Linked DNA regions of Mus musculus: region 2 is linked to region 1. The links are chromatin contacts, called in public Hi-C maps. All regions are on one chromosome and are shown on one strand. The core of a region is the stretch at or near the end of the contact, and the rest is flanking DNA. Distances in the headings are between cores, read along the strand shown.

What was found. Hi-C and Micro-C count contacts between places; a contact is called where the count stands out from the background.
Region 2: a contact with region 1 is called in a Hi-C map of muscle stem cells, with 2.1 times the contacts expected there. The contact joins two enhancer-like sites. A contact is called at or near these places in 3 of 39 promoter capture datasets (the C10 cell line, hippocampal neurons and pre-B cells), 1 of 484 Hi-C or Micro-C datasets (muscle stem cells), 3 of 115 datasets of contacts at active chromatin or transcription factors (neural progenitor cells, pancreatic cancer cells and stem cell-derived neural progenitor cells) and 3 of 9 other capture datasets (adipose tissue, liver and pancreatic islet).

What each region holds. Positions count from the first base shown.
Region 1 is chr1:66,167,497-66,170,307 of GRCm38.p6, reverse strand. No RefSeq gene overlaps it. Among named protein-coding and RNA genes, the nearest start is that of Gm51629, 62 kb to the left of the region's middle. Within about 2 kb of position 1,442, at least 14 of the 459 cell types and tissues checked have an H3K27ac peak or open chromatin away from gene starts, as enhancers often do. A contact at or near this core is called in muscle stem cells, where this site is marked.
Region 2 is chr1:66,243,633-66,246,443 of GRCm38.p6, reverse strand. It overlaps a transcript of Map2 not described here. Among named protein-coding and RNA genes, the nearest start is that of Gm51629, 14 kb to the right of the region's middle. Within about 2 kb of position 1,348, at least 34 of the 459 cell types and tissues checked have an H3K27ac peak or open chromatin away from gene starts, as enhancers often do. A contact at or near this core is called in muscle stem cells, where this site is marked.

The DNA.
Region 1 (2,811 bases), core at 193-2,692:
ACAGACTTCAGGCTGGAGCAGAGTTGTGTCAAGGGCTCACATAGTTATCTAACTTTCAAATGGATGATGCTAGCACTCTTCAACCTCCACAACAAGGCATTTCCATGATTCATCTACTTGTATGCATAGATACATATCCTACTGTTCCCCTTCAGAGTCCTAGGTAATATACCAACAGTTTATTTCAAATTCAATTCAGCTGTTGTAGAGAATGTACTTTACATGATTGAATTCTTTTTTATTTAAATACAAGGGTAGAACCCAGGACCTCACACCTTAAGCTACATCCTCATAATGTCATTCTCTTAAATGTGCTAAAGCTTATTTTTATTTTTAAAATTTATTTTATGTGTGGCATTTAACATCATTGATATTCTCTGTGGTATTATCAAGAGTTCACTGAGAATGTATCCGAGACTCACATATATTATATACAGAAGACTATATAAAAGACCATGTCAAAGCACAGATGAAAATATCCATGGATTCAGATTAGGCAAAGAATTCTTAATTATAATTCCAAAACCATTAGCTCCTCCCACAAAATGAACAAATCAATATTAAAACCTTTTGTTTTTCAAATGGCTTCATTATTAAAAACCTTAGCAAACAATATTGGAAAGAATATGTTCAAATTATTTTGCTTATAAAGGACATATATCCAGAAATTATAAAGAATTCTCACTGTGTAGTGTTTAAGGAGATAAACATCCCCATTATGTATTAAAAATGAGACAGTTATTCATATTGCTGATTATCCATCACAATAATATTATAACAGGCACTTCACTACCAAGGGTATAATAACAGCAGTTAAGAACATACAGAGAGGGTTCGTATCATGAATCAATATGAAATTCTAATTCAAATTGCAACAAGATGTTACTAATACACACTAAAATGTGTTCAGTTCAAAAGATAAACAAAAATGTCAAGTGCTGATATGGCTGTGAGCAGGGAAAACCCTAGGGATTGTAGATTAATATAAGATTACAGAAGTGAGCATCTACTTTGCATAGCTTTTAGTCCACTTTAAAAACTTAAGAATATACCTACCACATGACCTAACTATTCTATTCTCATCCACTTAGCCTAGAAAAAAAAATCTTCGTGCTCATAGGAGCATAACATCCAATATTCAAAAAATGGAAGTCGTCCAAACATCTATCACTTAGGAAGTTGAATGAACCAAGTATGACAGATTTCTGTGCTAGGACACAGTGCTGTCTCAGGGCCCAGACACTGACACATGAAACAACCAGGATAAACACTGAGGCATTTTGCTAAATTGAAGGAGCCAGATACAAAGAACTTCCTGTGTGACTTTATTCGAATGGCATTTTATAAAAAGCAAAGCTGCCAAGCCCACAAGGAGATCACTAGTGGCCAAGGCCAGGGGTGGGAACAGCAACTGATCATAACTAGCGTGGGAATTCAGTGTGGTGTCTCTAGAGCGCCACAGCTGGAATGGGAGCACGCCACTGAGCTCTTCAGTGCTCATCAAATATCGTTTGTACTGGGAGGGTGGATTGGTTTGTTTATTTGCTTGCTTTTTGAGGGAGGGTTTCTCTGTGTGTCCCTGGCTGTCCTAAACCAGGGTGATCTTGAACTCAGAGATCCAGGAGCATCTACTCCCCAAGTGCTGGGATTACAGATGATTAGAAAATTTTTAACATGCAAAATATATCCCTATAAATGTGTTAAACTGTACAATTGGCTGCTAAATGGGTTGTTATATAAATGTTCATTAATCGGTATTGTTTATACTGACATACTTATTGATATCCTCTCTGCTTTCTTTAATTCTCAGATGGAATCTCAAGAATTGAAATCCACAGCTATAATTATATAATTGTCCCTATTTCCTTTTATTTCCATTAAAAATTTCCAACATGCATTTTCTACAACTAAAATAAAATGCATCCTTTTAGTGCACATGTGTGATAATCATTATTAATACACATGTAGGACTTCTTACATCTTATTGATGAATTGATACCTATCATAATTCATTTTCCTCCTTTTCTGGTAATATGGTTTTGATGAAATTTACTTTGAATAATATTAATGTATTAGTTTGGGTTTCTATTGCTGTGATGTAACACCCTGAGTACAAAAAGCAAGTTGGGGAGAAAAGCATTTATTTAGTTTACACTTCCATTTTGCTGTTCATTATTGAAGGAAGTCAGGGCAAGAACTCAAACATGGCAGGAACCAGGAGGTAGGAGCACATGCAAAGGCCATGGCGCAGTGTTATTTACTGGCTAGCTTCCCAAGGATTCCTCAGTCTGCTTTCTTATAGAACCCTGGGCCAGTAGCCCAGGGATGGCACCATCCTTTATGGGCTAGGCTCTCTCCCACTGATCACTAATTGGGGGAAAAGCCCTAAAGCTGGATCTTGTAGAGGCATTACCTCAACTGAGGCTCCTCCCTCTATGATGACCCCAAGTTTGTGTCAAGTTGACACTCAAAACCAGCCACTAAAATTAATATAATAATGCCACACATTTTAACAATTATGTAGCATGTATTCCATGCCATACTTTTAGCATGAGGACTGTGGTGTTATCCCAGAACCTATGTATTCCAGCTTGAGTATGGTGGTCACCTGTAATCTCAAGTCTAAATTGTTAGAAACAAGCAGGTCCCTGAGGTTCACTGGCCAGCCAGTCTTTCAGATTCACTGAGCTCCAACTTCATTGGGAAACCATGTCTTGAAAATTAAGGAAGAGGGAAATGGAGAAAAACACATTTAAGTGGATTGAAGTCAACCTCTGGCCTCCAGGTGATCACAAGTGCATACATACATGC
Region 2 (2,811 bases), core at 99-2,598, 76 kb before region 1:
ACAATCAATGACTGATGCATAGCAGAATATGCCTCTTTTACATGAGAAAATATGAGCAAAACTATAAAAAATTAAAGAGTGGAGGTAGGATGAAACCCTGTTATGCGGATAAAGATTCAGAGAACTACAAGCTTTGTCAGAGGATTAGCAGTATGATGCTTGAAGATTTTAAGTTAAAATATGGAATAATTATAAAATTTGATCCACAGAGACTATAGACTAGATGTGAGATTGAAGGAAGAAAGAACACCCTATTTAGGTGGTGGCCATGGACATCCAAGTGAACAGAGATGAAGCATCAATTTTGGCAGAGACATTGTCCCAATAAAACATAAATATATAAATATAAAGTAGTATTTGTATAAGTACATCTGCAAGCATATATTTAAATATGTATTCAAATTTTACACACACTCAAACACACACATATATGTATATACATTGACATTACATAGGAAGCTTAAATTATAAATTTTTATTTATTGGACTCACAAGAACAGGATACCAGCATGGTTGAGCTCTGGTAATTGTTCTCTTCCTAAATGGTCAACAGTGATCTGTCTTCTTAGATTTAGAAGAAAGGCATGGAATGAGTGGGTGAGAGGGAGGATCAGATAGCTTTGTACGAGACCAAGGACCTACTGAACTCGGCCATTAACTGGTGGACCACCTCCTAAGAGCTCATGTTGCAAAGCAAACTCGGTTCTCAGTCAAACCAGGGATTAGGACTTGGGTACAAATGAACTTCGGAGGATCACAATCAGTCTCCAACAACATTAAAACCTACAGGATATAAGAGGTGGCAGGACAAATATGTGACAGGGAAAAGAGGTCCAGAAAGTTCTGAGAGGCTGAGAACAACACTCAGTGAAGTGGTGGCAGATTTTGAATGGGAGGTTGAAGTAAGACTGGGTTCTAGGCAAGTCTTTATTACACACATGAAGCTGAGTTCCTGGCAGAGCCATAAAGTAAAATATCCATCGGACAGACAACTGACTTATTCATGAAGGGTATGTATGATGTTATGCCATATGAAAGAGAGTGAAACTTTACTTCATATTGAAACAAGACACTGAGGGCTTAACATAGCCAGACTACATTAACATGGACTAAGAACTTCATGTTTATCAGGAAATCTAGCTGCCTACCTATCCAGCCCCATAATTGTGTATTTAATCATGCTTGGCCTTGACAAGTGAGCATAACATTTGAGCGCTGGCTGTTTGTTAAGTCAGATAGTTGCTAATCAATGCCATACCCAGCCTTCCCAGACTCTGGGCTGCTCTGGGTTAGTGACCCAGCAAATCTATGTTTGTGTCCCAGGCACTTAGTGTGGTACTTGCCACAAAGACAGGGGTCTATTAATGTGGAATGAGTCACTCCCTAGAGAAAGAGGCTGAGTCATGGCCACTCCAACAAACTTCACCTCTTGACACTATTTGTCATATAAAACAAAATCATAGGAAGCTAGGCTCCAGGTTTTGCTCTTAATGGAATGTTCTGTACTCTGACAGGTTTGCTGAAGCTGCCACAACAAAGTCTGGAAATGGAAGTTAAAGTTTGAGAAGCCCCACTGCATGCTGGGAAATTGGACTCAATTCACCCATCTACTGTCAAAACACAGAAAGAATATTAAAAAAAATACTTTGCTTAAATCATGGTAGTTTTGAATGAGAACTTGAGTGCTATTTTAATACAACAAAAATAATAGAAAAGCAGGAAACTGTGTTTCACATAACTGGAGTATCACATAGTGCAAGTTACATACATGATTTCCTTGATTGTCACACAAGGAGATACACCATTATCTCCACAAGAAAACCATATAATTTAAAAATTAAATTTATGGTATCTGCTAAAAAAGGAGATTCCCAACTACTACTATCTCATTATTTTCTCTCTCTCTCTCTCTCTCTCTCTCTCTCTCTCTCTCTCTCTCTCTCTCTCTCTCTCTCTCTCTTTCTCTCTCTTTCTCTCTTGTTCCCTCCATGGCTGTCTGTCTGTCTGTCGGTCTGTCTGTCTCTATCTCTCTATGCCTCTCTATTTGTCTATCTGTGTGTCTTTCTCTGTCTCTGATTCTGTGTGTGTATGTGTGTGTGTGTGTACACACATGCTTGTTTGGGTACATGTGTGTATGTGTACACACATGCTTGTTTGGGTATAGGTGGGTATGAGTGTATGTATAAGTGCACCTGGCTGGGAAGAGAGCAACTTCTAGTGTTCCTTTTCAGAACTCTCCCATCAGCCTGGAGCCTATTGAAGAGCCAATGGTGACTGGCAAGAAAACAACACTAGAGTTGCAAGCATGTTTGTCACCATGCCCAGCTTTTGTAAGTCCTGGGAGTTGAACTCAAATCCTCTTGCTTACATAGAAAATACTTGGTTAACTTTCTAGTCCCAACACATAAATGTCTTCTATTAAATAAAAGAAATGAAAATCACAGAAAAGATTGAAATCATTCATAACTCTGAGAAACTGCTCAGTCTGTGCATATATTCATGATATATGTAATAGAATATATGTATACATGTATATATATGTATATACATATATATACACACACACATATATATATAATACACATATATATGTGTGTGTGTGTATTATATATTTACACATGGGTAAATTTTCCTAATTCTATGATTCCCTAAGGATTGTACCAGGTTCAGATTTTTGAAAAAGCAATAAAGGCAAACAAAGTTTGGAGAACTAACTTAAAGAAATATCTTCATTCCATTGTGTAAATGGACCACATGTTCTGTATCCATTCCTATGTTAAAGGACATCTAGGTTCTTTCCAGCTTCTGGCT